Regions from separate parts of the Mus musculus genome. Here region 1 is linked to region 2. Evidence: chromatin contacts called from public promoter capture Hi-C data. All regions are on one chromosome and are shown on one strand. Each heading gives the region's core, a stretch centred on a gene start, on an enhancer-like site or on the middle of the called end of the contact. The rest is flanking DNA. Distances are from core to core; before and after follow the strand shown.

Region 1 (2,883 bases), core at 199-2,698, 84 kb after region 2:
GTTAAGAACTGTTGTTCTAGATGTTCCAAGTAGGAGAGAAGATAACGAACCATTGGCGTCAGAGTACTAACTACAGCAATACTGTAGCAGAAGGTCCTGAAGACAGAGGAAAGAGGTTTGTACCATTCTTCACAGGTGTCATTCTTACACAGGTGAACATGATGCTTGCCCTTCTAGTCCCCTGGCAAGAGCCAGGAACACAGTGTTGGATGAAGCACAAGCCTGGCTTCTTGGGCCCTCTGGTATATATGGTAAAGGTAGGGGTATGCCCAGAGCATGCGATAGGAGGCCTGCTGGGGATGCATTAGAAGGGACTAGACAGATAATATTTTACATACATCACATGGAGATATGAGTACAGTGACTTTACATTCCATCTTTAAAAAATCCTATAGGTGCAACAACATTATGAACTAACCAGTACCCCAGAGCTCTTGACTCTAGCTGCATATGTGTCAAAAGATGGCCTAGTCGGACATCACTGGAAAGAGAGGCCCATTGGACTTGCAAACTTTATATGCCCCAGTACAGGGGAATGCCAGGGCCAAAAAGTGGGAGTGGGTGGGTAGGGGAGTGGGGGGGGAGGGTATGGGGGGCTTTTGGGATAGCATTGGAAATGTAAATGAGGAAAATACCTAATAAAACATATAAAAAATTATCCCAACTTAATATCATCACAACTGATAAAATCATGTAGACAAGGCAACTATGTGTGTGATGGGTGGAGGGCTGGGAAGGGACAGAACAAGATCTTTAGACTTTAGTAAACACAGGTTTGAAATCGATTTGCAAAGAACTTCTGTACTGTGCCATTACCCACCAGTGTTTCTCTAAAGCTGCAGTCTCTACACAGTTTTATTTCAAGGCTTTTGTTTCTGGGTCTGAAAGTGGTTAAGTGCTGGGCCCCATGGTGCCAGAATGCATGTCCTGGCTGGATAGATGACTCGGTGAATGGCACAGTGTCCTACATGGGTGAGCTATTCTCAGGCTTACACTCTGCTTAGGTGTGGGGCTCCAGCCTTCCCAAGGGGCATCTCATCAGCCCTGTTTCCGGTGCCTTATCATTTTCTGTTTGCTTCCTTGTTAAACGGGAAGCTGTGCTGTAAGGATTTCTATCCTGGCAGGCATGGGGATGCTCAGGGATAGAAGAATTGTGGGGTTGGGGGGCACTCATAAGCACTTGGAGACAAGAAGCTTAGGAAAAGAGAGCTCTCCCAGACACATTGTCCAGAACTCTTGTAGTGGTGAAATATGTACAGAGCTACTATGTACAGACAAAACATAAGCATGTAACTGCTCTCACAAATCCAGGGTATCTAAGGATAGAGTACTAGAAATAACAGTGAAAGGGCACTGAAAAAAACCATGCTCTTACCATAGTATGTAAGATACTCTGCTGTGTGTAAAAAGGTCAAAGAAACCAGCACGTTGAAAATCCAGTTTATTCCAGCTGAGCACGCATTTCCTGTACTTCTTGCCCAGAGAGGATAGATTTCAGAGTTCACGGTCCAGGGCATTGGTCCCATTCCTGAGAAGTAAATAATGAAAGCTACAGTAAAAAAAAAAATCACCTATGGGATGAAACACAGTAGCCTGACTCTTCCAAGAGGGGACAATGCAAATGCAAAGAGGTGACAAGGGGACAATGCAATGCAAAGAAGTGACAAAGCCTTGCTTACCAGGTGCAAAGAAAACAAGGTACAACACCAGGCCCACGAGTGCTGTCCAGGAGTAGGGGGTAGGGCAGAAACTGTAAGCCCAGTGAGCACCTTCAGCTTTGAACTTGGTTTCATTATCACACCTGAAAAACAGAAATCAGTTCAGTGTTTAGGACATAGCTGTAGACATTAATGTAATTATAGTGGATGACTTTGGAAATTCTTCAACGTCCTAAGGGAAAAAAGGTGAACATATGTTTTTATTTGTTTTTAGAAAATTCAAATCTTATGTCCTGAACATACATATGCAAATAGTCATATTAAAATGAGAATAAACTGTAGAGTATACATGTAAATCCACACCATTGGAGTTCAGTATAATTCGAGTGGATGGGTCATGCATTGTTTCTTACCCAACTGCCACAACTGAGAGAGAGAGAGAGAGAGACAGACAGACAGACAGACAGACAGAGACAGAGAGACACAGAGAGAGAGAGACAGAGAGACAGAGAGACAGATGGAAAGAGTGAGAGACAGAAACAGACAGACAGACAGACAGACAGAGATAGAGAGACACAGATACAGACAGACACTGCCTGGCAAGGGCTTGAAAACATCAAAGCCTATTGCCAGTGACACACCTCCTCCAACAAGGCCACACCTCATTCAATGAGGCCACACCTCCTAGTCCTCCCCAACAGTTATACTAACTGGGTACTGAGCATTCAAGAATATTACTGTATGGGGGCCATTCTCATTCACACCCAAATACAAAATACATTCAGTCCAATGCCAAAAATTCTTCATAGCCTTTTAGTGCCATTACTGTTTAAAAGTTCAAAGTCTGTTCTGAGACCCATGGCAATCTTTAAACTATACTTCCTATAGAATCAAAATCAAAAGAGCAAGTAATTTCCAATGTACAATGGCACAGAATATACATCACCACTCCAAAAGGGTGGAAAGAAAGCATAGTGAGGGAACACGGGTCCAAAACAACAGCAAAATCCAGAAGGGCAAACCCCAGAGTTCTGTATTTCTATGTCCAAGGACAAATCTCTCTTCAGAGATCCAACTCCTTCCAGCTTTGTTGCCTGCTACTTAGCTTTCCTCCTTTTGGGCTGGTCCACACCCTGTCTGAAATACTCCTTAGCAGGTATCTCAAGGGCCTGGCATCTCCAGTGTCTTGGTGTCTCCAACATAACCCTGGCTTTACCATCACAAC
Region 2 (3,116 bases), core at 134-2,633:
CCTGAACAGTCTCACATTTCACCCGTTGCTTTAATGCCTGTCTTACCTTATGTCCTCTGTAGAAGGCAATTTCTTCTACATTGGCTATGATTCGGGAGTGGACATACCGCAGGTAGCCTTTCCTGTGGGCTTCTTCAGCCACCAGCGAACCAAATTTGGGCGAGCAAGCTTTCAGTACTTTAGCAGTGGCATACACGACAAGTCCTGCTAACAGGGTGGGCCCTATAGGGCTTGCTCCTCTGGATGTAGCTGTCCGGATGAGAGTATAGGAGGTTAGAATGACATCTAAAATAGGTTTGGTAAGGTTGGAATACAGGTGAGCCACAGATTGCGAGAACATCATAATGTCTTCGGTAAGAGACTGGTCAGGGTTTGCCAGCCTCCCATCCATATTTATCACCTTATAATAAGTCTGATTTGCGAAATAGGTCTCATAGGCATGGTCTACTAAGCGAGTTCTAAAGGCCAATGCCAGTTTGCATTCCAGGTACCTGATAGCACTGTTGACAAAGGTAGCAGGGATAGCAATCATAAGCCACTTGATTAATTTGATGATGAAAGTCCGAGGCTTCTTTTCCACGATGCTTTTCACGATTTTCCCATCCAGACCAGCCACATAAATAGAGAGAAATGTTCTTGAGATTAGAGCCACCGAGTGGAGGCAGAGCCACCCCGTTTCAGTGGTCACAAGTTTTGGAAAGAGGATTTTCCGAAGTTCTAGTAGCTGTTTGAAAAAAGCTGCATTTAGTCCCGGCGCAGGTTTTTTACAGATGATCTCCGTGCAATGCAGTATTTCTCTGTTCTCTGCAGGCGAGTAAGCTTCTGCTTTTGCCTTCCTGTGGCCAGGCTGCTTTAAACGCTTGCCAATGATGGGATAGAGGGTTTTCAGAGCATATGCCGCAGCCACCAGGCAGGCAGCCCTTTTAGCAGCACCGGATCTGGTCCATTTCACCCGATAGGCTGCTGCATTTAGCATGTGTATCATTTTTCCAGCTACACAAATGGGTTTCTTTGAAAAGAATTCGTTTTAAAAGCTCATGCTCCGCGGAAAGCCCAGCAAAGGTTTCAGAAGACCCCACAGCCTCCCATGCTCTGCAGCTTGTCTCCTTTACTCTTATTTTGTTCTTCAGTGACGGATGCAGCAAAGCACAAACTCCACCGCATCCTCCGGGGGCGAGTCCCTCAGCAGCCAGAGCTGGCCAGGCTCCACCCACAGGCGTCTCATTGGCTGCGTGGGCGGTGAGACCCTGGACTCCTGGCCTCTTCCCTTTGAACCTTAAAAACGAAGAGAGAGCCAAAACAAATCCTATACTTAAACAGGAGTTCAGAGAGTTAAATATCTATTTCTGGAGAGGTCGAATGAGGTCAGCTGCTGGAGAACAAACCTTCCCTTAGAGCTACTGAGCATGCTCAGCGGCACTTAGAAACCCTCAGAAGTTTCAGAATATACATCCCGTCTCTAAGATTTCTACAAAGGGGAAGGCAGAGGGAAGGAAGGATTGCAGCAGCTTTAATGAGCCCAGAGAGAAAGAAACAGCGAGAGGAGGGAGGAGCCTCAAGAGGATTAACGGAACCGGCCCAGGGAAAGGAGTCAGACAAGAGAGTGATAACAGCGAGAGGCATAAGACAAAATAGCAAACATGTATCCTTGAGAATGTTTTGTTCAGAAGATGTTGTCCCCCCCCCCCCTCACTCCCGCCCTTCGCCCTTGTTTCGACTCTCCCCAGATATTCACAGAAACTATTAGATTGGCTGCTATTGTAAATAAGCTGGAGGCGAGCTTGGGTATTACAGAAAACAGTCACTCAGAGCTACACCCAGAGTTCTTCCCCAAGATCCCTTGGTACTAACTTGTCCTGATAATAAAGTTCTTTCTGCTCCACGATTATGTTTAGCAATGTTATCTGACACATTAATATTTGCTTACGAAGTGACTTAAAAATCTCCCTTGTGTTTTGTTTGTTTGTTTGTTTGTTTTTGTTTGGAGGTAATTTAAGAATTTTATCAGCTGGGAAATCGAACTGGGATCCTATGATGGAAAACAATTTTTAGGAAGCATTTCTTCAAGACTTTTTTTTTTTTTCTTCATGTTTTTCTTTAGGCTCAGAGATAATCTGCTGGCTTCTTCCTATGAACATTTTTGCTGTTTGACAACAATCAAGAAAGTTTAAAAATTATTCACATTCCCAGTGGAAGGCATAAGGATCAATAGTCAAGCAAAACTTTGTATAATTTTTAATAAATTGAAGGTCTTTTTTTGAAGGCAAGGCAAAGGTGATTTTGCATGATAGAGCCTTTCTCTGCTCCTCTCTTCTGTCTTTCCAACGACTGGCTTATCCTGAAGGTGTGCATTTAAGCCAGAGCCCAGCACAGTTAGGTAGAACGGCTTATTTTAACCTGCTAGTGTTATTTGACCCTTAAGCTAAGCATCATTTTATACTTGGGCCTTATTATGCACAGACTCTCCCTTTTGATCCTCCATAGTAGTTCCAGGGCAGGAGTGCACTTTGACACCCCCACATCTGTCCTGATTTAAAGAAGTGAAAGATAGCTACATGGTGATTGTCACATCACAACGGGTCACTTGTGTGTTCGTTACTAGTCCTCTCTGTGCTTCAGCTTTGCCTTCTATCTGTAAAATGGAAACGATGCTATTCTGGGAAGTGGGTGTAGACATTAAATAAAATAGTCAGTTGTTTAAAAAAAAACATTGTATATAGAAGTCTGCAAACCTCCCTGCTAGAATATGTGCCCCAATGTCTTGTGATCGTTATTGTTCATTAGACATGAGTCAAAGAATTGCCTTTACCAAGAATGATTTTTAAAAAACAGTATTCTTTTGAGCTCTTTGGCATACATATATTAAATCTAAGAATTGTTTGTTATCCAGAGGTCTTTTATTTGCATCCAACTTAACAGATGTACCAACATACAAATGACACATATCTTTGGTATTTGGTCATATTAGCACACTCAAGCAATGCTGATAAGACTCCCTGGGCTGCCAATTAATACATCTACAGCAGCGCATCTCTTGCATCTAGGGTCCAGGAAACATCAGGGTAGAGTGGTGGGAAGACTGGAAGAGCCAGAGGACCAGAAAATCTGCTGTGAAA

What was found. Promoter capture Hi-C pulls out the DNA fragments that hold promoters and counts their contacts.
Region 1: a promoter capture Hi-C map of liver shows a contact between it and region 2. The contact joins the enhancer-like site here to the promoter of Abcd2 in region 2. A contact is called at or near these places in 1 of 39 promoter capture datasets (liver), 7 of 484 Hi-C or Micro-C datasets (cerebellar granule neurons, cortical neurons, embryonic stem cells and 3 more), 1 of 115 datasets of contacts at active chromatin or transcription factors (bone marrow-derived macrophages) and 3 of 9 other capture datasets (adipose tissue, macrophages and pancreatic islet).

Annotation. Positions count from the first base shown.
Region 1 is chr15:91,274,688-91,277,570 of GRCm38.p6, forward strand. Slc2a13 (solute carrier family 2 (facilitated glucose transporter), member 13) reads right to left here. Exons shown (of 10, transcript NM_001033633.3): 8 at 1,680-1,801; 9 at 1,376-1,528. Among named protein-coding and RNA genes, the nearest start is that of CN725425, 77 kb to the left of the region's middle. Within about 2 kb of position 1,449, at least 5 of the 459 cell types and tissues checked have an H3K27ac peak or open chromatin away from gene starts, as enhancers often do. A contact at or near this core is called in liver, where this site is marked.
Region 2 is chr15:91,190,624-91,193,739 of GRCm38.p6, forward strand. It overlaps Abcd2 (ATP-binding cassette, sub-family D (ALD), member 2), which reads right to left and starts at 1,384. Exons shown (of 10, transcript NM_011994.3): 1 at 47-1,384. The coding sequence starts at 985.